Regions from separate parts of the Danio rerio genome. Here region 1 is linked to region 2. Evidence: chromatin contacts called from public HiChIP or PLAC-seq data. All regions are on one chromosome and are shown on one strand. The core of a region is the stretch at or near the end of the contact, and the rest is flanking DNA. Distances in the headings are between cores, read along the strand shown. Region 1 holds the start of ston2 (stonin 2). Region 2 holds the start of tdp1 (tyrosyl-DNA phosphodiesterase 1).

What was found. HiChIP or PLAC-seq counts read pairs in DNA pulled down with a chosen protein or histone mark.
Region 1: an H3K4me3 HiChIP or PLAC-seq map of embryo shows a contact between it and region 2, with 5 times the contacts expected there. The contact joins the promoter of ston2 here to the promoter of tdp1 in region 2. A contact is called at or near these places in 1 of 18 Hi-C or Micro-C datasets (hematopoietic stem cells) and 1 of 4 datasets of contacts at active chromatin or transcription factors (embryo).

What each region holds. Positions count from the first base shown.
Region 1 is chr17:18,015,313-18,020,680 of GRCz12tu, reverse strand. It overlaps ston2 (stonin 2), which reads right to left and starts at 2,754. Exons shown (of 7, transcript NM_001033743.1): 1 at 2,716-2,754.
Region 2 is chr17:17,681,772-17,686,581 of GRCz12tu, reverse strand. tdp1 (tyrosyl-DNA phosphodiesterase 1) reads left to right here and starts at 2,114. Exons shown (of 16, transcript XM_695082.9): 1 at 2,114-2,312; 2 at 3,441-4,030. The coding sequence starts at 3,451. efcab11 (EF-hand calcium binding domain 11) reads right to left here and starts at 1,009. Exons shown (of 6, transcript NM_001017812.1): 1 at 843-1,009. The coding sequence starts at 914. trnak-uuu (transfer RNA lysine (anticodon UUU)) reads left to right here and starts at 419; the gene lies at 419-491.

The DNA.
Region 1 (5,368 bases), core at 1,505-4,004, 330 kb before region 2:
CAATGGCGGCTTTCTCTTAAAAGAGAGTTAAAAATGCATACTGTACAAAACAATGTGACTCCTGACAATACATTGAGGTCAAAAAGTTTAGCTTATGCAAGAAACTGAAAAATATTTACACAAATATTATTACCTTCAATCAAGAGTTGTCTAGTCTGCGGTTTTTAAGCAGAATTGGTCTTCTTTTTTTAATTGTGCAGGTAAAATTATATGACTACCAAAACATCTAAGTGGGTGTGGCTTGTTTTTTTTTTTACTGCAAGCTGATTGGATGTAGTAAAAGCAGTGTCTCATTTCAGAGGCTGCACCCTCCAAAGGATGATTTTGAGGAGCTCTGCGTCATCGCAGCGCAACAAAAGCAATTCGAAACAATTCGAAGGCTTCCTCAAACGCAGCCCCAAAATGCGTCCTTTGGTAATGTAGAATACAACAGGTGGATCCTTTGTGGCCTTGAACAACCTAAGATTCATTGCGCGCTGATAACGGCAGGATGTTTTTAAAAGAAAACTCCGGATTAAATGTATGAATTAGGTTTATTTTGTCTAAACACATTTTAAAAAACAAACAGAGTATGACATGTCTTTAAGAGTGATTTTATAGACAGTTTACATGTTTATCTGTTCATATGGATCAAAGGAAATATATTTCCAGCTTCTGCAAACCTTGCTTTGCCTTCAGATCATTTAAAATAAGTTTTAAAATCACTTTGAAAAAACGTCAATACAAATTTTATTACCGCCTATTAACGGCAGCTGTTACAGTTGCAAGGTGAAGAGATCCATCCCTCTCGTCTCATTTCAAAATGCTCGGTTCAGCCTACAGTATGTGGACTTCGAAAGACTCACCTTTGAAGTCTGCATCCTTTTGGAGGATGCAGCCTCTGAAATGAAACACAGCCAAAGTAGGCATTTCATTTATTTATTTATTTATTTATTTATTTTTTGTAATTACATGCACAAATGAATTGTTCACAGCAAAACTAGCAACAAAATCTTATGGTTTTGTTTCCATGTGTACTTTAAGGTTTTTTTATGATTACAGAATCTTTACAATTTCTAATATACAGTTATTTGCAAAGACAAATGTAATATGTCTTTAATGCATACATTAATGCAAAATGGGTATTTTAGAATTTCTGGCGGCATATTTTGACTTTTTATATTATTGAGCTTATTTTACCTGGCAACCCTGCCCTTAATCCACAGCACTGGCAAATTATAATTTTCTATGCATTATTCCTCAACATAAAATGGCATATTTATTAAAAGTTGATCAATAAGTAAATTTTTAGTTTTAAAAGTAGCGTTTAGAAGCCTGTCGAATCTCAACAAGGATATGAATGTTTCAGGTTGTTTTAACTGTACAAGCCCAGTTCTAGCTATGAGTCAGCAAGACAAAAGTTTCTGACATGCCATGTTATTCATACATTTATTCAAAACAAAAACACTGCAACCACCACCACCTCCACATGCTTTCACAGCAGTTTCAGTTTCACCGATCCCTGAGGAGCTGAACATTTTCCATGGTAACCAGTTGCTGCCAAAGTACCATAGCTATTCAACAACTAAAATATGTTACTAAAGTACATTTGCATACCAAGCACTGATTTGTTTGATTTAATGTCAGATTTGCTTTTGAAAGCATCTGATTGGATACAAATTTGTGCAATGCAGCATGAGTCATCATCCTTTTAAGATTTATATATTCACTACTGAAATTAAGAAAACATACAAAACATTTATAATACTTCTGATTGCATTACTTTAAGACAATCCCATAACCCATTAAACACTTGGTTAAAAAATTTTATCGAAAGGTCTTCAATATAACTGGTGAACCCTTCAAAATTCTGAATTTGGGTAAAAAAATAAAATGTGTTGTCAAACATCAAAAGAGTAAAGGTGCACTTTTCTGTACCGCAGTTAGAATGCACCATTTTAATTTAATTCATTTAGATATATAGCCAAAAATAAGGAATATTGTACAATAATTTCAAACTAAAACATGATTTAGTACAACAATAAGTTATTTTACTAAACATTAAATGTATATAATAAAAAAAGTATGTGAATATACAGAGACATTTTATATAACATTGATCCAAATCAAAATGCCACAACAATAGATAAACATGCTATATTTAATCATAACATACTGCAGAGCTGAACAACAAAGTACAGGTCTTGTATATATTTTTATTTATAAAATTATAAATTATCAACAGCAGAAAGCACTAAATTGGTAATAATAATATCTCAATATCTCAATAAATATATCTCAAAAGAACTGTACAGATATGATCTTTTCCTTTCATTATCAACTCAATCTGTGCTGATCACAACAACAAACTGCTGTGATATGCTATTTAATGAGTGAGACGAGCTTCAATTACACACATAAACAACTAGAAAGCTATTCTTATTACATCCACTTCACATCCAAACATATTGCATCTCTGTGTTCTGACATCTGATAACTTTTTGCCACGTACTACACATATCCTGCTAGCAATGTAAACAAAGCACACGCGCTTCCGACAACCTGTTGTTGCAACATTGTGAGACATAGTTTCATGGTAACTTATATAACTTATATTATTTAACAATGAATATGTATCCCTCGAAATATGTCACAATTCTTAACCGAATTAAGTCAGAGATAGTGTAAAAAACACAGCGACCAGACAAAAAGAAGTGTATGGGAATATTTACATACCGATATCGTGTTGTTGAGCCTAAGCAGATTGTAGCTCTCACTCGCTCCCGGTGAATCTGCTACAATGCCACACCTTATTCGCAGCTGATTGGACGGTTGTAACAGCGCTGTTCGATGCTCCACCTTAAAATCCATACGATTGGACTGTTAAAGCAGCGCTGATTCAAATAACCAATCAGGAGTGAGCTAGGTGAAACATCTCAGAAAGTTTTTCTCAAACATAATCACGAGGGGAGTAAAAATGGATTTCATAAATGATGAATATTATATTATATTATATTATATTATATTATATTATATTATATTATATTATATTATATTATATTATATTATATTATATTATATTATATTATATTATATTATAACACAAAATCATTAAAAGATGCTGATAAAATCTCACATTAAATCAAGTTTAATTTTGTAAAATTATTGAGTAAAGAATCATCAAAGTTACTGGTAAACACTACTCCATATTTTATTTTGAATTGTTAGTGTGTTATTTTGAAACGATTTCAGTGAGTATTTTTGTTTCTGGGCATTCTTTAAAAGACTGAACACGGTCATAGATTTACATTTGTTAATGTATTTACGTCTAATCAGCACACGTTTTTCCGTCTGCTGGATGTAAATTATTGTTTTGGGGTGTATGTGTGTCTTAGCATATCAGTTTTGGCTATGCACTCTATCTAGTAGCTTGTATATTTCTCTTTTAACATCATTATTCGTAGGAAGGTATTTTATCATTGCTACATATTACATACATTAACTGTAATCGAATTACCTGTTTTTATGTTTTATTTAATTTTTATGCATTTCTGAATTATGTAAATTGCAAAACGTAAGTGTCTCCAATAGGGGGCGACAAAGTTCTTATAACGCCTTATGTTGCAATGAACTCTAAGAGATTGATTTTGGGAAATAATATGATATAAAAAGCGTTAATCAGATAAATATAGTCCTGTTGTGTTTTTTTATGTATAACAAGAAGCAGGCCAGTGCATATATATCTTCCAAAAGCCTCCAGATTTCATTTTTCCTGAGGACTGAAACCTTACTTTCAATCCACAGGTAGGTCTATCAAACTGTATGATCACCAAGACCTCAGACAGCTGTGTGTTGGTTACAGGCTCTTTGAACCCATTCCTGTCTATCAACCTGTCATGCTTTGAAAAAAGCCAGGGACCTTTTCCTGGGAACCCAAGAGAACGAAAAAGTAAAAAAAAAAAAAAAAAAGTGTAAACAAAAACAACTTTCAAGCCACCACATCCGTCAGTGAAAGAAAAGCTTTATTTTTAGCATTAGCAGCGGGGTGATTTCTGGCGCTCTGTACGTGAAATGGCAGAGACCCCTGCTGAGCTCTCGGAGTCCTTAATGAAACCTCTCAGTCTCTCTCTCACACACACACACACACACACTCTCGGCTGTCTGTGCCCGCGCGCGTTTGTGAGTGTGTGAGCGAGTTGCATAACTACTAGTGACGCCTGTGCCTTTCTCACTGTTGCCAGGGAGGACGGGCATCTGCCCTCCCGTAGAGCAGTCATCACGTCATTACTGTAGTCAAACATCTGAGCCCTCGAGTAAAACTGTGCTGACGAAGATGTTTGTCTTCAGAGATTACAGATTACAGATCCAGATGGAAAAACTGCTCAGAGGTGCTGAGGGACTACAGTCGTTGGTTCAGATATTAACTTTTCTATTAGAAGAAATAATTTAGATGCAAATGAATAATGCTGAAAAAGAAAATGAAGTAGGTCTACTAAAAAACAGAATGAATATATAGAAATAGAACTGACCTTCATGTCTATGCCCTGCAGGCACAAGATGTCAGATTGACCTTGTACCCCAACGTCATGGGACATTAGCCCTTTTCACACAGTGATACCAGTAAATATTCTGAAAATTTCTGGAACAACTTTACCTGTAAATAAAAAAAGCGCTGTTCACACAGGCAAGGACGTTATGGAATTTTCCCAGAAAAGATCATTCACACATCCTTTCCAAAATACCGCTAAATTCTGACATCATTAACCAAAAATGCTCTAAACGGCTGCGCTTGTATTGTAAACATTTGACTACATTATAAACTCTGTGGATCGATAAGTATTGTAAATAGCTTCAATAAAAAAACAGAGAACCACTTTCGCATGTTGAGATGTACATAATATGTATGTGTGCTGGCGCTCACTCCTTCACGGGCACACGCGACGCATCAAGCAACTAAGGGAAGCAGAGCTTGAAGGTAAACGAACAACGGCTTATCATAGGCATCTTATCGATAATTATTTACAAAGTTGACATTAAGAAGGAACATATAAATGTTATCTGACTATTATCCAGCAGCTAAATGTGTTTGGAAAAATATTCAAAGGCTTTTCTTTTTATAAATTGCGCGGACGTGAATGCGTCTGACTGTTCTAATTGGCTAAAGTAAACATCTCACTTCAGCATATTCTAGATGTGCAAGCGCTCTTTCCGGCAATCTTCCCTCTGCGTTCACACAGCGCAGCATTCCAGCAAATTACCGGTAATGTTACAACTTCTTTTTACAACATAGAACGATTTTACTGGTATTTTCAAAATGGGCCTGTTCACACATTAAGACCTTTCCGGAAAATTGCCGGTAATTTTCCGGAAAGGTCTGTATGTGTGAAAG
Region 2 (4,810 bases), core at 865-3,364:
TGCATGTGCTTCTGGTGTTGGTTTTCTCCGGATGCTCCTGTTTCCCCCACAAGTCCAAAGACATGTAGTATAAGTGAAGTGGGTAAGCTAAAAACTGACCGTAGTGTATGTGTGTGAATGAGTGTGTATGGATGTTTCCTACTGATGGGTTGCAGCTAGAAAGGCATTTGCTCTATGAAATTATAAGGCAAGTAGTTTGTCAAACAAAAAAGGGTGAGAAACAGCGCCCTCTAGCCACGAATATCTTCAGGAGAAGTTGTCTAGTTTTGGCAAAACGGTAAGGTTTACACGATTTTAAGTGCTCAACTTTTTTCTTTGTGTTGATTTACGAGCTTGTACAACAAAAATGAATTAATGAAATGTTTGTAACATATTAGTCAGCAGTATTTGATCGTCCCTGTCCATGGATGCACTCAGAGCCCGGATAGCTCAGTCGGTAGAGCATCAGACTTTTAATCTGAGGGTCCAGGGTTCAAGTCCCTGTTCGGGCGAAACATTTTTCCAAATTCCTAGAAGAAAACAATTGTTTCTGGCTATAAGTGCAGCTTCTCACTTTAGAAGTTTTGTTTATGTTACTTCAATCCACATAACGTAATATCTAACGTTAAATGCAGGTAATTGAGTAACGCAACCTTGATTCACTAAATTGTACAGCAGTAACATGTTCAGTTGTTTAATTTTATCTATACGTCTAAATGAAACGTTTAATTGTCCAACCAACTACATTGTCCACGTTAAATATATGTAACGTTTATCTCAGCATTCACGCTTTCATTCGACTGGTGATTTCACATCAATCGTTTTGAGATCGTTCATCAGCATCAATCAGAACCAAATCTTACCAACTCAATTTTTTTCCTCTCGGCATCGTTTATTTGTCTCTCATTCCTAAAGCTTCTTCCTGTTGTTAACATTTGTATATTTGAACTAACTAGATATCAATACGTGAAGGCTTCTGGAAAGTTGTAGATGTTCGCATAGAAACAGTATGGATGGGAGGGATTGGTTTACTGTTCAATGTTGTTCAGTCTGAGCACCCAGTACGAGAGGCAATGATTGGACGCGTATAAACCTCCAAATTTCAAACTAAAAGTCTTGTGTAAAATTATAGGCATTTTTATCTCACCCAAAATGGTCACGATCTATAAAATATAAAAATAAATAATACACAATGAGACACAATAATAAGAATCAAGAAATAAAAATATATGTTTCAATAACATACTGTCATACTGTTCTTGTGTTAACATGTAGAAGTACAACAGTCTGATTTTATTTTTATTTTTGTATGTTAGTTTGCTTGGTTGCTTCTTTGTTTGTTTGTTTGCTTTCTTGCTTGCTTGCTTGCTTTACTGTTTTAGCTTCACTATAATTCATTAAATGTGTCATCCAAACATTTTTTTACATAAAATTTTACCATATTATTTTGATAAAAACGTATAGACATGTCTTTGTTTTAATTTCCTTCATTAATTTCTTGTAGATGTTTGAATTAGGCATTATTGATGTTGAAATAGGTTATGCCTGTAAAAAAGCTCCTAGCACATGTTAAGTTATTTATAAAATTGATGATAAAAAAATAACTTTAAAAATTTCAACATTTCATTATGTAATAATTCATTTTAATGTTTGGCTACTTTTTTATGTAGGATGTAAACCGCAAACAATTTTTAAAAATAAAATTAATTAATTAATAAATACGCAAATAAATAAATATATAAATAAATAAATAAATAAATAAATAAATAAATAAATACACAAATTCCTGCATAAATAAAACAATAAATAAACAAACAAACAAATAAATAATAAATAAATTAATAGTGTGATAATATATATATATATATATGTGTGTGTGTGTGTGTGTGTGTGTGTGTGTGTGTGTGTGTGTGTGTGTGTGTGTTTGTGTGTGTGTGTGTGAATTATTGTTTTATTTATGCAGGAATTTGTGAATTTATTAATTAATTTGTTTTGCATATTTATTTATTTATTTGTTGTTTTTGCAGTTTTCGTCCTCCATACCTTTTATGTCCCTGGTAAATATTGAAAAAAAATGTTTCAAATTCGATTATCTTGAAGACTTTTATTTTGAATAATAGTGTGGCATGTCTCTGCTGTTTCCACATGTATAATGTAGAGAGCGTGTGCATGCTGAATCAAAACAAAACTGTTGTGCTGTTATTTAAGCTTCAAAAGGACAGGCGTCCATCAAGGGTTTAGTTAAAGCTGTATATATGCAGCCTTTAGATTTATTTAGAGTACAATTGTTTGCTTCCTCCTGTTTACAGTACATTTCATCTTCCCGCCTCTTTGTAAGTTTACTCATTTACACACATTTTCCTTACACTGATATGGTTACGTCTGGTTTCCTTAATCGCTACAACGCAAGCATTTACCCTTTGTGCAAGTATCTGTGACAATGTTGTTTTTTATGCATTTTGTCTATTATGGTGCAAAGTCAGGCAATAAGTCACTGCAGTTTAAATTATTGTTAACAGATTGCGGTAAAATGATTTTATATTTGTACATTTTGTCTTCCTAATAATATAAATTCAGAAAGGTATTCTTTGCAATTTCTAAGTATTAAAATCATTATATTAGCAGCCACTCACAACTCAAAGTACAACATTGTTCACAGTCATCTGGGGGGACATTGTATCAAAAACGTACATTGTCTTTTCTTGAAATAAATACGGTGAATAAAAGCATTTAATTTGGTTCTAAGATTTTTGTTCTTTATCAAAACAGTTTACAAATGTACAAACACTGCTCATATCCTCAGCATATTTTAACCTACAGCTTTAATAGTTTTGTTATGCTAAAACTGTTATTTAAGAAAAAAGTCAGAAATAGCAAGTTTAAGTTGTTATCATTCGCATCAATTGATTAAAAAATGAAATATAAATTCAAATAAATACTACAAATATATAATATAAAAAAGTGTACAACTCAAGTGTCTCCGTGTTTCTGTCAGTCCTGTCACATTTGCATCAAATTGAACATAGCCTTAAACGTGTAATGCATCATTTGAAGGAGAAGCTGACACTAATCACGGATGCGTTCTATCATTGAATTGTATGATTTTACGCTTTTTTAGTATGATTTTTCAAGGCAAACAAACTTAAAGGTCAGGCCTTTAGTAGATTGTCCCATTGCTAATGTTGTTTTGAAGTCATATTTAGATGCCATTTCAGACCAAATATTCAAAGCAGCGTGATAAACAATATAGGGGCTGTCACAAGTTGTCACTGAACAAATGTGCGAATATTAAGCCAACTTTACCTCAATTGTATACAGTTATAAAAGTAAATAATAAATATAGCTGCAAGCAGCAATTAAGGGGCCAAACAATCCTGAGGCAGAATAAGCAAAGCAGTCCAGAGGCAGAATAATAATAATAATAGTAATAATAGTATTCTTGAACTCTTTGTAATCCACAGCTGAACAAAAATGTCCCAAGACAGTCAACATGGCAAGTGGAGCATATCAGATAGTGAAGACGAGGACATTATTCCTCCAACACCTCAGAAGGATTCAGTTAAACCAATTGTGAAACCAGATTCGCAAAGCAAACCTGAAGAGACCCCCACATTCCTCAAGCAGGAGCCCAGACTGAGTCCAAAACGCAATGAGAATTCTGTGAAAACAGCATCCGCTCCCTCCATGGGATCCGAAGCCAGAAAATCAGCACATGTGAATCAAGCCAATCCTGTAAAATATGAACGCAATGCTTCCCCTGCTGTAAAAAGGAAGAGAGAAACTGAGGAAGGGGGCTGGAACCTCTCCAGCAGTGATGATGAAACTCCTGCTCCAAGAAATGAACCCCAAAAGGTAAATATAAGTCCAAAAAGGAAGAAGAAGACTGAAGACAAGCGTCCTCCAAGCCCTCACGGCACTAGTTATTATAAAGAAGAGCCAGCTGATTTCTTTGAGACCAACTTAATGCCTACAAATGACATTTATCGTTTTTATTTAAACAAAGTCACTGGGATACCGAAAAAGTACAACACTGGAGCACTGCATATCAAAGGTATTTCAAGAGTTTTACATTCACCATTTTTTATTTTAAAAAACATATTTGACCAGTTTGGGCAATATGACAAAAATCTCATATCATCAAATAAGTCATCTCATGTCCTGATAATGATATGCATCACAATGTTTTAATTTTTGTAAATTCAATCAATTAATAGTATGTTTACCACATGTAAAGTATTTATTTAGAAATTGACTCTTTCAAATGTGATTGTATTTGTCTCTTTATTTAAAAATACAGGGCAAGTGTGTTTGATTAAAAATGTAGAAATATACAATTTATGTTAATATAGAAACTAACGATTCCAAGTCCAACATGAAATATTGTGCTTGTATTAATTATGAAAAAGTATTTTTATTGTAAACAATGTATTTAATACCGGAAAAATAAACAATAGAACATAGGAAATGATAGACTTTTTATTTTGTCCATAGGAGATATATATTGTTGTTTTTGTTTTTTTATCTAAACTTGAACTTATCTGGATATTCGACAAACTACAGTAGTCAACATTTAAAGTGAATCAAAAACATTTTTCATAATTATCCTAAGACAAGAACGAGTTGTGTTCAATAGATTTTGCACAACTTTAATGAAAGGTGATGATCCACTTCAAATGTTGACGACTGTATATATAGCATCTATAATTTTCAAGTGTGACATTTTTTTCAAGCTCCAAAAAGTGTAGTGACTGACAGTTAATGGGTTAAATATAAAAAGGTGAGTAAAGTTCTGATAAGGTGTTACTTAATCCTAATAATTTTCCTTTTGTCT